Regions from separate parts of the Phocoena phocoena genome. Here region 1 is linked to region 2. A link is a contact called in public Hi-C data. All regions are on one chromosome and are shown on one strand. The core of a region is the stretch at or near the end of the contact, and the rest is flanking DNA. Distances in the headings are between cores, read along the strand shown. Region 1 holds the start of LOC136127993 (GTPase IMAP family member 5-like). Region 2 holds the start of GIMAP8 (GTPase, IMAP family member 8).

Region 1 (7,042 bases), core at 2,229-4,728, 180 kb after region 2:
GCCGCAATGTGGCCATTGGACTAAATAAGTGTAAGCCTGAGAACAAAGGATACCATTCAGAAGAAAAGAATTCCATCTTGGCCGTCAGAGTCTGCGCCATAACACGAGGCGTGGGGAAGGAGAGGAGGGAACGCGGAGGGGCGACACCGACGGGGTGGAACTGACACAGTGTGGGCACTAGCAGCAAGGTCGGGAGGGACCCAGGTTTCCGTCTCGCCTCCCCGTGACGGTGGCTCCCTGCACTGTCCCGGACCCTCAGAGGGAGAGTGGGCTGCGCAGAGGAAGGCAGACTTTGGATCTGGGTGTGCTGTCCTTGAAGCCCTCTGGGCGGGGCGGTCTCATCCTCCCTCCAGGGAAGGCATCCCTACCAGGCAGGAACTCGGCCCAAGAAAGTATTAAGAGAGCAGGGCTGCAGGAGGACGGTCTCCCTCCAGGTGTGTAGATGGTCCATTCCCAGGCCTCCCCGCACCAAGAAGTCATCTTTCCCCAGGAGCAGCGTTGCCCAGTGATCCAGACGACATTCCACCTTTGTTGATTTCCAAGAGGAATAAAGCCGGAGGGTTAACCCAAGGATATTTTACAGCAGAGAAGGAGAAAGGGTTTTGCTCAGCCTGTACTCACACATGAATGTTCACCACAGTAACTCCTTGGAAAGTGTTCAAATATGGCTCTGTTTCTCCCTCAAAGGATAAAGGAAGCATGGAAAAGACCCCCCTAGGGATCGTCCCATTTCCTCTGCCCCCTCCTTTTGTCATTTCCAAAATAATGCAACTCTAGGGATTTTTCACTTTCTTCAGGATTCAGTGAGTGTCTACTCTAAGCAGGAAATTTGGCTGTAGAGGGAGGTCCTTCCTGATACCGGGAACAAGAAAAGAGAAATTCGTTTATTTAGTCTCAATTCACTTACTCACAGGAAGCATGAAAACAGGGAAGTTCTGATAGATTTAAGGATTTTTTTAAAAGGATATGGAGAACGCTTCATTAGTTCAAATGTTTTCAAATGCAGGTAGAAGAGACCCCAAACTCCAATAGCTTAAGCAATAAGGGAATTTATTGGCTGACATACTGGAAACGCAGAGACAGTGCAAGCTTCAAGGCGGTTGAGTCGGTGGCTCGGGTTGACTCCATCATTCTGCTTGGCTTCAACCTCAGGTCGGTAGCCACACGGCTGCTGTCGTTCCAAGCATTACACGCAGGTCGAACAATGCTCAGAGGAGGAAGAGACTGTCTCTCTATGGGGGTCTTTCCTGGGCAAGCAGAAACCTGGCCCCAGCTCTGCAGACTTTTTCTCACTTCCCATTGGCCTGAATTGGGTCTCAGGCCTATGCCTGAGCTGCTCACTACAAAGAAAATGAGATTGTATATAGACCAGCCAGGCATCCCTCGAACTGAGCCATCGTCATCTTCCTCTGAGGCACGTGGCTTCACCGAGGGACTGGTGGAGGCGTGAACCGAGCCAGAAACCCACAAGGAAGTTGGGAGCTGCGGAGATGACAAACCATGTCCCCTGCAGACCAACAGAATTTATTTCTGAAATGAACAAAGAATCCTTGAGGTGATACTTTAGAAAAGCCTCTGACAAACAGATGAAACAGAGGAGGATTAAAGATGATACCAAATGATCAGCAGAATAAGAAGAAAAAGTAAGCCGCACCAGACAAGACACACACAAAGAGCATCGTGCACGAAGATCCAGTGTTTGACTCGCAGGAGCGCCTTGAAGGCGCGGTTTCTCTGGGCCTCTTTCAGGTCTTGCTTTTGCTTTGCAATATGCGACCGCACCTTGGCCAGGTAGCGCACGTGACCTTCTCCACGGGGGTCGCCCCCGCCCTGCTGGAGCCGCTGTGCATCAAAGAAGAGGTCGTTGCTGAGGCAGGCGCCCTGGAGCTCCCTCTCCAGCCCCTCGACCACGGCCATCAGCTCGGCCAGCTGCTTCCTCTGCTCGTCCCCGGAGGCCCGGTTGCTGAAGGCGCAGTACCTGTGCCCGCACTCCCGGACCAGGCCCCTCAGCCTGACGTTGTCTGTGTTTGCTACGTAGTCATGCAAGGATCCGTCCGCTAAGTCCTCCTTGCGGGTGAAGAGGATGACCGTGTGTCTCAGGGCTCTCGCCCCAAAGACCTCCTTCACCCTGGTCACGGCCACCACGTCCTGCTCTGTGAAGCGCCCCAGCTGGGTCACCAGCAGCAGCACGTGAGGCCCCGGGGCCGAGAGCAGGTAGCAGTCCCCGATGTCCTCGTACGCCTCTTGGTCCTGGGCCCTCGCCTCAAAGATGGGGGGCGTGTCCACCACCAGGACGCTCCTCCCATCCCACGTGCCCGTTGCGCCCTGACACTTCCTGGTCACCGACTGGGCCGCCAGCCTGGACTCAAACACTGGCTGGCAGAGGATGCTGTTCCCGGTGGCACTCTTCCCGCTGCCTGTTTTGCCCACCAGGATGATCCTCAACCAAAACGATCCTGGATTTAAGCTCTCTTCTCCTCCGCCTGTCAGAGCACACAGAAAGTTAATGTGCCATTGCCATGGACTGAATGTGTCCCCCCCAAAATCATATGCTGAAACCCTAATTGTCAATGGTATCTGGAAGTTGCGTCTTTGGGAAGTGCTGAGGTCTAGATGAGGGCGTGAGGATGGAACTCCATGATGGAATTAGCGTCCTTCTAAGAAAAGAAAGAGACTGGAACTCTCTTTCCACCAGATGAGGACACAGCAACCCGGAAGAGTGTTCTCCCCAGACACCAGATCTACCACACCTCGACCTTGGACCTTCCAGCCTCCAGATCAGTGAGAAATTAACATTCGTTGATTACCACCCAGTCTGTGGTGGTTGTTTTAGCAGCCTGAACTGACAAAAAGAGTAATAAATGCCTTTTTAGGAGGAAGAGAACGAAAGATAAAAAGGAAAAGACCTAGAAGGAATAGCCTCCCTGGATCAATTAGGCTATCACACTCTCTTTTCCCAGAACAGGGCTGGGCTCAGAGTAAATATTGTTACATAGAGAATAAAGGGAAGTCTTGCAGGGTTGGTGGATAAATCATCCCAGCTGGCCAAAGTCATCAGGATCGCTCCTTTTGGGATGCTGAATTTTTCCACCCTTTCCAGAACATTCTCCCTATTCAGTTCCCACCCTGAAGGCCTTCTGATGCTCAGAGCTTCCTACAACCATTAAATTAATTGTCAGTTGCATACTTTCATCTCCTCCCATCCCTGCCTGGTCTCTGTTTTACAAGATGGCAGGGTTTTACCTGAAAGAACTTACCCTCACTAAGGAGAGCATGACAGCAGATAGCCTAATAAGTTCTATTTCTTGGGGGACATGCATTTTCTTTGTGTTGAGGTGACTCTAGTCTTGTACCTTTCCCTACCGGTGGGAAGTTTGCTGACCCAATGCTGAGTTCATGGTCCCCAGGTGTTGTGCAGGGCTCCACCAGATCTTACCTTTGATGCACGTGTCTTCTCCACCCTTCTGAAGCCCCTCCATTTTGTTCTAGACGGAAAACAGGCAGAGACTGTTCATACTCGAGTCGGATGTGACATCCGACACAAAACACCACATTTTATAGATGAGGAGATTGAAGGGAGAAAAAAACGACTACTGAAGGTCACACATACTTTAATGGACGAGCCGAGACTAAAACCCAGGGCTGCGGACCCTCAGCCATTCTCGGCACTAGACTGAACTTCCTCACAAAGAGTATATACACAGTCCCAACACAAGAGCAACGCACGTGGTTTCCCGCCGCCTGGATTTAGCTACTAACAGGACGCACTGAAAACGTGCTGTCCACCCAGAAGACCAACTGAGGAAGTTGGTCATATCCTGGCTTCCTGGCTCTCTGTCTTCAGGATCTCAGTCCTGGCACCCAAACTCAAGATTGCCTCGCAAAGTTTCGCCTTGGGTAAACTCACAAAAGACGTTCTTCCCTAAGTTTCCGTGGTGATGGTGGTAGAGAGGGTCACGAATCATCCCAGTTTGCCCAGGACTGAGAGGATCCCCTGATCAAAGGAACTTCAGTGTTGAAACTGGGAGAGCCCCAGGCAAACCAGGACGAGTTGGTCATGCCAGGAGTAGGAGATTGTCATGACCCCAGGTGGGCAGTGGGGTGGAGCATACGTCCGGTAAACAGAGGGAAGACCTGATCTGTTAGGCTCAGACCAGCTCTTATGTTACCAAAGAGTTATGCTTCCATATTCTCAGCTCAAATAGTCTCTGACCAGTAGCTACCTCAGGGGCATCCCTCTCCAGTCCACTCCCCTTCTTTCATTGTACCCCATATGCCTTTTTCTTGATCTTTGTCTTTCTTCCTACTTCCTACTTCCTGTGCTCAGCGAGTGGGGCCACTCAGGCCCCATCCAAGGATGACTACTCAAGCTTCACTATTGGGAAAGAACTTCACGACCCTTGCCAAAACTGCATCAGGACCTCACTGTGTGCCAAGTTTTAGAGTATTTTCTAAGGCTCAAGGAGTTAATGCTAAAGAATGAATCTCTAATTGTGGAATTTCAGCATCTAGGACAGGTGAACCGAAAAAAACTACTTTTTGGAATAAGTAGATTTCCTCCACACTCCTTGGAATCACACCATATAGGATGTTATCTAGCCCCTCCACCTCTGAAACTGGCCACTGTGATTACCTTTGAAGGAAAAATAATTTAATAAATAAATAACTTGGGAATTATTTTAATTTGAATGTCAAAATTCAGCTTCTATCAGACAGTTTCCCGGTAATATCTTGTAATTCGTTCTAATGGTATTTTCAAGCCAAAAGAGAATTCAGCCTCAAGACTTCAACATCAGCTCCTGCCTGAGTTTCTATCCTGCCAGTTTTGGACCTACTAGCCCCCATAATTGCGTGAGCCAATCTTTCAAATAGATTTCTTCATATATACATCCTATTGGTTCCGTTTTTTCTGGAGAAAACTGATACATCGATCCAGCTAATTCTCTCTGTTGAAATCTGGAGAAGGAGCAAACCTGAAAATAATTCTCACCTTTGGCTGGATCTTTTCAAGCATGAAGTCTACAGGGAGGACTTTTTAAAAGATGTGATTGCATAGGGGAGGCAAATGGGGACACCGGTGTTTTTTAGATATCAGCTTGTTTTCTGTGCTGATGATCTTGAAACCAAGGTGCTCTGTTTTCTCATTTACTGCCCTTGGATCATCTTGAATGGTGGTCTCCAGAGAGGACCAGCAAGGAGGGGCTCCCAAGCATCTGAGGACACCAGGCTGGTACCAGGTAAGTGATTGGATGAATGTTAAGGGGCAGAGAAGGTGATGCTGAAAGAGCTGCAGAAAGGGGAGCTGGAGGGGGGCTGGAGCTGATATGCCTGGACTCAGAGAAATCAGGTAACACCGTCCACGTCTTTTATATATGAGGAATACAGCAGCAATGTGAAGCCACCTGCACCCAGGACTGTGGGTTGAAGGGATACCCGAGAGAGATGGCAACCCCTTCACGGTGTCTCCCGGCCAATTGGGAGTGCAGGCAGGACCAGAGTGCGCTGCCTGCCCTGTGTGCTGGGAGGGATGTTCCCCTCTGGCTGCCCCTCAGACCCTCGGGAACGGGTCAAGCAACGCTACTCACGTGATGTGTATGGCCAAGCGACTGGTAGCCAGCCATCTTGGAACAAGAATGAGAGGCTTGAATTCCTGCTCTCTCTGAGTCTAGCCTGAGCAGAAAGAGAAGTGAAAAAAGGGGCCCCTTCTCAAGAACCATCTTTCTCAATTATTTTGGGAGGATTTTTTTTCCCTCTCTAGTCCAAACGGCCACACCTCTGGCCAGAAGGCTGCCACCGGGTCCCAGCTGTACACCCTCCCCTACTCTGTCCCCTGCAGATCCCTGTGCCCTTGTCGCCACATTAGTCCCCTCCCGACATCACCATCATCGTGCTTCCTTCTGGCCATCAACCTCACTGCAGAGCCATCATCCTTCCATCCACTCATTGAAAATGTTACTAAATACCTGGCTTTGCTAGACACTTCTCTCCCTACACTTGGAGGACGGTTGGACCAGTTTAGAGAACAGCTCCTTCCAAAGACAGGGAAAGAAGGTGATTCCTTGTACCACCCTTGGGAAGCCCCACTTCCTGCGACGTCTCCACTGGGCAGGGCTGAAAGGAGCACGTGGGGACAGGAAAGGTAGAGGCACCCTTGGCAAAATTGTGAAATGGGCCAAAACCCAGGCAGATTATCTCACTCTCATTTGCCAAAAGTATTCAGGATCTCCTCCCTACTGGCCCCACGGGAGAGGGTTGGAGAAGGTGACACGCCGATTAGGAATCATAAACAAGATGCCATGGTGAGACACCGGTCGCTGTCAAAGGGTGCCAAGCAGGGTAATCCTCCAGGGATAACGCCCTCGTAACTCCATCCTGGTCAGTGAGCAGGTTAAATCATTTTTCAAAACAATAAATTGTATGTCTTTCTCAGAAATAAAGCACGTGTTTTACCCAAGCGGATCACCTTGTCCTGTTCCTGAAATCGTTTTCCCTCTTGAAAACAGAAACTTGCCTTCGAGTTGAGTGGTGTGTGCGACAGAGACAAGCGACAGACATCAAGTCAGATTAAAATCGCAAGGCCGGTTTCCAGCCTGTTCTTCAGAAGGCATCCTATGACTTCTGGGAGCAGGTTGCAGGGAGGAGGGTCAGACCGTCCTCCCTCACCCAGCAACGCGCAGAGAACTCTATAGGTGCACCCAGATGTGGGTGCCTATGTGGATACACTTTTGCACAAACGCGAGAAATAAACGAGCTAGTATCACCAAAGGGCTACTCTCTGAGCTCATTCTGTTCAAAATTTTAGGTTCTGAAAAATATAGTACTAGTAATATTTTCTGTTTGCAGTTATTTGGGGCTTTAGGGTATGTAATTCCTGACCCTGATAATTTAGGAATAATGAAACTCAGGCTTAGAAAGATCAAGTGTGCAGATTGACACAGATTGTTACTGGGAGAACTGCACAGAGAGGGAGAAGGAGAGGGAGGGAAGGGGAAGGAGAGAGGTAGAGAGACGAACAAGCCCTGTTACCTGGTATGTCCTGGAA
Region 2 (7,360 bases), core at 1,220-3,719:
GGTATAATTTTTGGTGAGTTCCAGTGTCTTCCCGTCGATGAATTTTTTCCCGTCCATGATTGTCCAGCAGCTAGTTGTGATTCTGGTGTTCTCGCAAGAGGGAGTGAGAGCACGTCCTTCTACTCTGCCATCTTGGTTCAGGGCTGCATATTATTTCTTAATAATAAATATTGTAACAAACAAGGAGTCTGTTTGAATAAGACATTTTAATTACATCTGAAAACTGTCAACATGTACAAATTTAGTTACAAGACACTTTTACTGCCATCTGTCAAAATTGTAGTAAGCACACATGTCCTATCTTGGAAATAAAACAACCTATAAATTTTTTTTTGAAATAAGGAATGTCTATGTTGTGAGTAGCACTCCCTTCGATGTGACAACTTGGAACACTTGTAAAAGCAGTCCTGAATGACTCTTTTTTATTCTTGTGCTGTTTCTAGCTCCTAAATCTATCGTAAATCTGTTCCTTTTTCCACGTCCATTTTCACTGTCACTATTTTCGTTCATGTCCTTGTTTCTAGCTTGTACTATTGCAGTAGCCTCTCAGTGGTCCTGCAGCCTGACCCCATTTCGTTCACGTGCCCAAGCTGCTCTCATCACTCTGACTGCCTGTGGCATTTGCCACTCTCCCTCTGCCTGAGTGTCCTTCCCAGGGAAATTTCTACCTGCCCTTCAAGACTGCGGGTAGGCTTAAGCTCCCGTGTGTAGCTTCTGCCTCTACTGCCTGCTAATCTCCTCCATTAAAGTCCCTGGCACAGTAAAGGGCTGGTTTATGGGTTTGTTGATAAGTTTGCTTCCCACTTGGTTGTTTCTCCATCTTGCAGAGTTGACAGCCTTCCTCTTTGCTCCCATGGCCTCCTGAACACGCTTCTATGGCAGCGCATGTACACTTTTCATATCCACAGCTTTAGTCTCTTTTCCCGTCATTTGATTGAGCTCCTTGAGCCAGGGATGTGTCTGGAGAGTCTTTGAACCTCTGTGTCTGATACAGTGCTGGGTCCTGGTAGCTTCCTCCTTGTTCGCATAACTTGTGCCTTCCAGGAGGAAGTACACATGTTACATATATACTTTCTGGAAATCCAGTCCTTCTCCCTCCCGCCCCCTTTGAGAGTCTCGGAGGGGAAGGGGAAAGAGGGGTGTCTTACCTGCAGAGTCCTTGCAAGAGCCACCTGGGGAGTGCTTTTGCTGCCCTTGTCATTACCCACACAGCCACTAGGGAGCAGGAAAGCCCCATCCTTCCCCAGATCCGGGCCCAACCAGAATCAGCCGCCTTGCCCACAGAAGTCCATTCTCCAAAAGCTGGTGTGCTGAGGATCGTTTCGCAAAATCGTTGACTCAGCGAATAAACAACTGCTGATTCATCGAGGAGTCATCTGAGGCTTTGGTTTTATTCAGAGCCCCCCCCAAAGCTTCATATTTCATCTAAGAAAGAGGGAGATTTTCTTGATCTCAGTTTACTGTGTTCTCTGTTTTGGGGATATGGTATCCCACCAGGCCTGTGACCCTGCCTTCACCTGACCTCCACATCTGGGAGTGACACAGCTGGGATGACTGATTGGCCACGTGACAGGTTTCTGTCTGATGGCTGGGTTTTTTAAAAAATTAATTAATTAATTAATTAATTTTGGCTGTGTTGGGTCTTCGTTTCTGTGCGAGGGCTTTCTCTAGTTGCGGCAAGCGGGGGCCACTCTTCATCGCGGTGCGCGGGCCTCTCACTATGGCGGCCTCTCTTGTTGCGGAGCACAGGCTCCAGACGCGCGGGCTCAGTAGTTGTGGCTCACGGGCCTAGTTGCTCCGCGGCACGTGGGATCTTCCTGGACCAGGGCTCGAACCCGTGTTCCCTGAATCGGCAGGCAGATTCTCAACCACTGCGCCACCCGGGAAGCCCCTGTCTGATGGTTTTGATGTGTTGATCTTATGTGAATTGATCTAGTGCCCCAGGGAGGGTGGGGATTCTTCCTGGACCTGGTCCTCCCTACTAAGAGGGTGGGGGCATGGGAGACCCTCTTTCGGTTTCCCCTCCAAGGTGTAGCCGTGTCACCCCAGCCCTTGGTAGCGGTGCCAGCAGACTTAACTTGAAGACCAGAGGGGAGGGGGATCCCAGGAGACACGGCAGCCCCTCAAAGCCCAGTCCAGCCCCCACTGCTCCTCCTTCCATGGAGTCTCTGGAAGGCTCAGCCCCACGTCAGACAATTCATAGACCCAGCCTGGAGTGACAGTGTGAGCTCAAGGGCCTCTGCACCGTGATTGAAAGTCCTCTCACACGGAGGACATTAAGCTAAGTGAAAAAAGCCAGTCACATAGGACAAATACTGTCTGATTCCAGTCACAGGAAGTATCTAAATCATAGACACAGAAAGTAGACGGCGGTTACCAGGGGCTGGGGAGGGGGGAGCAGTATTGGCATCTAATGGGGCCAGAGCTCCAGGCTGTGGGATGGAATAGTTCTGGAACTCTCTCGGCACGATGTCGAGAACGCACCTGAAGCTGCTGAGCTGTACCTTTAAAGATGGCTAAGATGGTCAATGTTACGTGTGTGGTTGTTTTTATTTTTGTTTTTTTTTTTTAGCACAATAAAATAAAATAAGGTCTTTTTCTGTGTTTCACTTCCTTCTCTAGAAGAAAGCTTTGAACGCTTATGGCTCACAATAGGGTTTCGTTTTATGAACTCTTGGAAAGCATCAACGTTCTAGCATTTCAAATGTTTGTCTAGCTCCGGGAAAGAACACTTTCTCCTGGGAAGCAGCGCTGGTCCGAGGCCCCGAGTTTCTCCGGAGGAGGCGTTCGGGGAGAGCCCTCTGGAAGGCAGGAGAGGAGCTGTTACAGGAAGCTGTACGGGCTGCTGCGGGGCAGACGGAGGGCGAGGAGTTGGTGGGAGAAGGTAAACTATGTCTTTCGGTTTTCACCCCAATCTCGGGAAAGGGCAGGGCTGAGCGGTGAATGCTGGGACCTGCTGGGGCAGAAACACCTGCTCCGGGCTCCGGGCCCTCCCCCCACCCCCAGCTTGCGCAAAGCCTTGAAATGCCCCCGATTGTTTTCCGCACAGCCGCCTGTGCCGTCGGCACAGCGATCCTTCTCGAGGGACACTTCCGAAGCTCGGCTGGGGCTCAGCCCGGGTCCCCTCAGCCCCAGCGGAGCCTCCGCCCTCCACCTCCCACCAGCCTTTGACCGCGCCGGGTAGGTGGGCGCGGTCCCTTCCTGGCTCAGACCGCCTTGACCCAGACGTTCTCACCCTGCGATCTGGCATCACTTCTGAACTTCCCCTCCGACTGCATTGGACACCTATTTCTAAAAGGCTCTTCCTCCTCAGAAACACTATGTCAGGAAGATCCTGACCCTGCGAAGCTGGTCCAGACCCTGCTTTCCTCTCCCCGCGCCGCTGCTCCATCCTCTGAGGGGATAGAGTAGCCGCTTCACCCAGCCAAGCGATGCAGAGACGGAGGCGCGCGGAACCTGGAGGTTCTGAGACTGTGACAGGTCAGGGGACAGGACCGAGGTACGTATGTGCGTGGTGGCGGTTTCTGTGCTGGACGTGAACATGAGGATGGGAAAGGCGGCCGACGCAGGGCGGGGAGACAGCCACCTGGAAGGCTTGATTTCAGGGGCTCTGGGGTGTTCTTCCCGCCCCAGCGCAGGTCTCCCTAGCCTGGGGGGGCACAGAGGTCACCCCCTCCCCGGGGAGTCGTGTCTGTGCGCAGCTTCCTAGGAAGAGGCGGGTCTGGGAGGGAGCTGCTCGCCCCACCCAGGGCTGAGATGAAGGCCTGGAAGAAAAAGGGGGGTAGGTCCGCTCCTCCGGCATCCCCTGACATTACGACTGCGACACAAAGCAAACTCCCACCCTCACCCCGGGGAAGTCAGCGGGAGCTGCCTGCCTCCTTGAGCAGAAGCGGGCAGGGAAGCTGGCCGTTTGGACACGGATTTTCCACATTCACTCTCGTGATATTTCCCAACCCTTGCACAATCAGGATTCCATTAACTGATGGTTGAAAGTGGTCAGTGTTTGCCAAAAACACTCTTTCTGATTTTATCTAAATTTAAGCCTCCTGGGCTTTCACCCATGAACTCCCTTCCTTCCTCCTGCCGGGCTGGGACTGAGTTCTCTCCAGGCTGGGCTCTGGAAGCTTCTCTGACCACCTTTTTCTGTGCACCTGAACTGCCCCTGACGTTGGACAAATCCCTACATCACTGGAAGCTTTGCTTGGGTGCCTGAAGCCTCGTCCCCCTTGGGCTCTATCCTGGGAAGAAGGTGGAGCCTGCTTTAGAGTCTCACAAGAGTTCTGGAGAAAGCTTTCTTTCTTTCATTTTTTTAAGTTTTTAAAAAATTCTTGAATTTTATTCTATTTATTTTTTTATACAGCAGGTTCTTATTAGTTACCTATTTTATACGTATTAGTGTATATATGTCAATCCCAATCTCCCAATTCATCCCACCACCACACCCTTCCCCGCTTTGTGTCCATACATTCGTTCTCTACATCTGTGTCTCTATTTCTGCCCTGCAAACCGGTTCATCTGTACCATTTTTCTAGATTCCACATATATGCGTTAATATACGATATTTGTTTTTCTCTTTCTGACTTACTTCACTCTGGATGACAGTCTCTAGGTCCATCCACGTCTCTACAAATGACCCAATTTCATTCCTTTTTAAGGCTGAGTAATATTCCATTGTATATATGTACCACATCTTCTTCATCCGTTCGTCTGTCGATGGGCATTTAGGTTGCATCCATGACCTGGCTATTGAAAATAGTGCTTAAATGAACATTGGGGTGCATGTCTTTTTGAATTATGGTCTTCTCTGTGTATATGCCCAGTAGTGGGATTGCTATGTCATATGGTAATTCTTTTTTTTTTTTTTTTGCGGTACACGGGCCTCTCACTGCTGTGGCCTCTCCCGTTGCGGAGCACAGGCTCCGGACGCGCAGGCTCAGCGGCCATGGCTCACGGGCCCAGCCGCTCCACGGCATGTGGGATCTTCCCGGACCGGGGCACGAAGCCGTGTCCCCTGCAGCGGCAGGCGGACTCTCAACCACTGTGCCACGAGGGAAGCCCGGAAGGTACTTTCCTGTTGTTCTTCTATCCACTCTGTTTGTGAGTTGAACATTGTTGTGTTGCTTTTTGTCCCAACAGAACCAGTGGAAACCTGTGTCAGGAGAGAGAGTCAGAGCCGGACTGCTCCATGTTGGAACTGAGGCTTCTTCTTTTAGGGAAACATGGCTCAGGGAAAAGTGCCACAGGAAACACCATTCTGGGCAAAGCTGTGTTCAAGTCCAGGTTCAGTGAGCAGATGGTGACTAAAACGTGCCAGAGAGAGAGTGGGGCCACGCAGGGGAGGGAGGTTGTGGTCATCGACACTCCTGACCTTTTCTCCTCAATAACTTGTGCCAATGACACGGAAGGCTACATTGAGTGCTGCCTGGAGCTCTCAGCTCCCAGGCTAGACGCCTTGCTTCTGGTAATTCCCATTGGCCATTATAAGGTGGAGGACAGAGAAACAATCAAGGGCATCCAGAAGGTGTTTGGAGCTAAAGCCAGGAAGCACATCATTATAGTCTTTACTTGGAAGGATGATTTGATGGATGGCTTGCTGGAAGATTACATTGAAAGTGACAAGTCTATTAGGGACTTAGTTCAAAACTGTGGCGGCCGATACTGCGCTTTCAACAACAAGGCAAGTGAGGATGAGCGGGACGCCCAGGTGAAGGACCTCCTCTGCAAGGTCCAGTGTTTGGTGGATGAGAACCAAGGACCATACTGGGTGAACTTCAGAAATGAAGACAGTGGATTCCAGGTGAGGATTCTTGTGAAGGTCTCCAAGGGTCTCTGTTGTTAGAGCTAGCGGGATAGAGGCACAAATAAGTGAAATGTTGCAGAGGCTTTGTTTAAAGGGATATTTATCCATAAACTGGAAAGATGAGGCTACTTTGAGTGTTATACTTTATTGGCAAATTAATGGATATATTTAAGAGCTTATCTGACTTTACCCCTCATAGTATTGGACACATAAATGACTCATTAGACCCTCTCTTCCCTTGGCTTCAGTAAAACTATCCTCTTCTTGTTTCTTCGTCCTCACTTGCTACTCCAGAGAGTGCTGAGTCCTCCTCTAGTGACCTGACAGCTGGCATCTTCAGGGCTTGGTTCTCGCCCTTCCTCCCTCCTCTATACTTGTGTCCTCAGGTGATTCCACATTTTTACAACTTTGAGCTTCATCTGTTGCGAACAGTTTCCAAATTAGTAACTCCAGTCCAGGTCTTTCCTCTTGAGTTCTGACTCCTTTGTCCATCCAATTGCTATCTGACATCGCTCTCTTAAAGAATCTCAGAGTTAACACGTCCAGACTTTTGTTTTTCCCTCTTGAATCTCTGAGACTTCAGTTTTCCTCTCAGCTCTGTCAATGGCTGTCCTGCCCATCATGCTGTTCAAACCTAAGCCCAGATGTCAGCTTTGATACCACGGCCAGCTTGCATCCGACTTCCAGGAGATCATCGTCTTGTGTGATTAAGGCACCTGGAATCCACCTGCTTCTCTCTGTCTCCACTACCACCATCTGGTCCAGGGCAACCTCTTTTCTTGCCTGTACTATTTTACACATATTTGCATAACAATTTCCCCCTAATTTATTCTTGTGCCTTACCCTCCCCATCCCCATCCATTTCACACACAATAGCCAGACTGATATTTTAGTTGATTTTAAAAGTTCTGATTTCATGCCAATTTAAATGTTGGGAGTGAGGCTTCCCCAGGCAGGTGAAGGGGATGTTAATTATGTGTTTAGCTCTTCATCCTTCATTGTCTCCATTTGCCCATGTGGATGGGGAAGGTTCCAAATTTTACTGGATCTCACGTTTGAAGAAGCTTCATCTCTATACTGGGGGTGCAGTAAGGGAAGAAGACATTGGAGATACATGGGGAGCTTGATTTCCAATCTCCTCCCTTCCCCTGTCCCTCAAATGTACCGCACATCCATCACTTGACTAGTTTCTTCTTCCAGGGAGTCCAGAAGCTTTTCTTAAGCGTCTGGATTTTCTCCAGGAATAGCAGGAACTCTGGGAGACACTGGAAAGAATTACTCTTACTATTGGGGACTGCGGAGAAGTAAAGTTAGAAAGTGCTTCAGGAACAATGCCTGGGTTAGATGGCATTTGTGGGGCTCCTCTGAGTGAGAACAAAACCCCCCTTCTTACTTCTGGGAAACCTGTTGCAGCGGCAGTGGGGTCTCAAGGTCAGCTTCATCATGGACAGGACTACACATGCCAGCAGCGACCATGACCATGACCATGACCATGACGTTCATTTGGCCACATCCTAATCATCGAATTACTCTGAATTATATACTTGTGTCTCCGTTCCT

What was found. Hi-C and Micro-C count contacts between places; a contact is called where the count stands out from the background.
Region 1: a Hi-C map of lung shows a contact between it and region 2, with 5 times the contacts expected there. The contact joins the promoter of LOC136127993 here to the promoter of GIMAP8 in region 2. A contact is called at or near these places in 2 of 2 Hi-C or Micro-C datasets (kidney and lung).

The regions. Positions count from the first base shown.
Region 1 is chr9:99,851,688-99,858,729 of mPhoPho1.1, forward strand. LOC136127993 (GTPase IMAP family member 5-like) reads right to left here and starts at 3,479. Exons shown (of 2, transcript XM_065883622.1): 1 at 3,437-3,479; 2 at 1,603-2,483. The coding sequence starts at 3,479. The coding sequence ends at 1,603.
Region 2 is chr9:99,673,880-99,681,239 of mPhoPho1.1, forward strand. GIMAP8 (GTPase, IMAP family member 8) reads left to right here and starts at 2,470. Exons shown (of 8, transcript XM_065883616.1): 1 at 2,470-2,500; 2 at 2,717-2,874; 3 at 3,050-3,180; 4 at 5,137-5,797. The coding sequence starts at 2,470.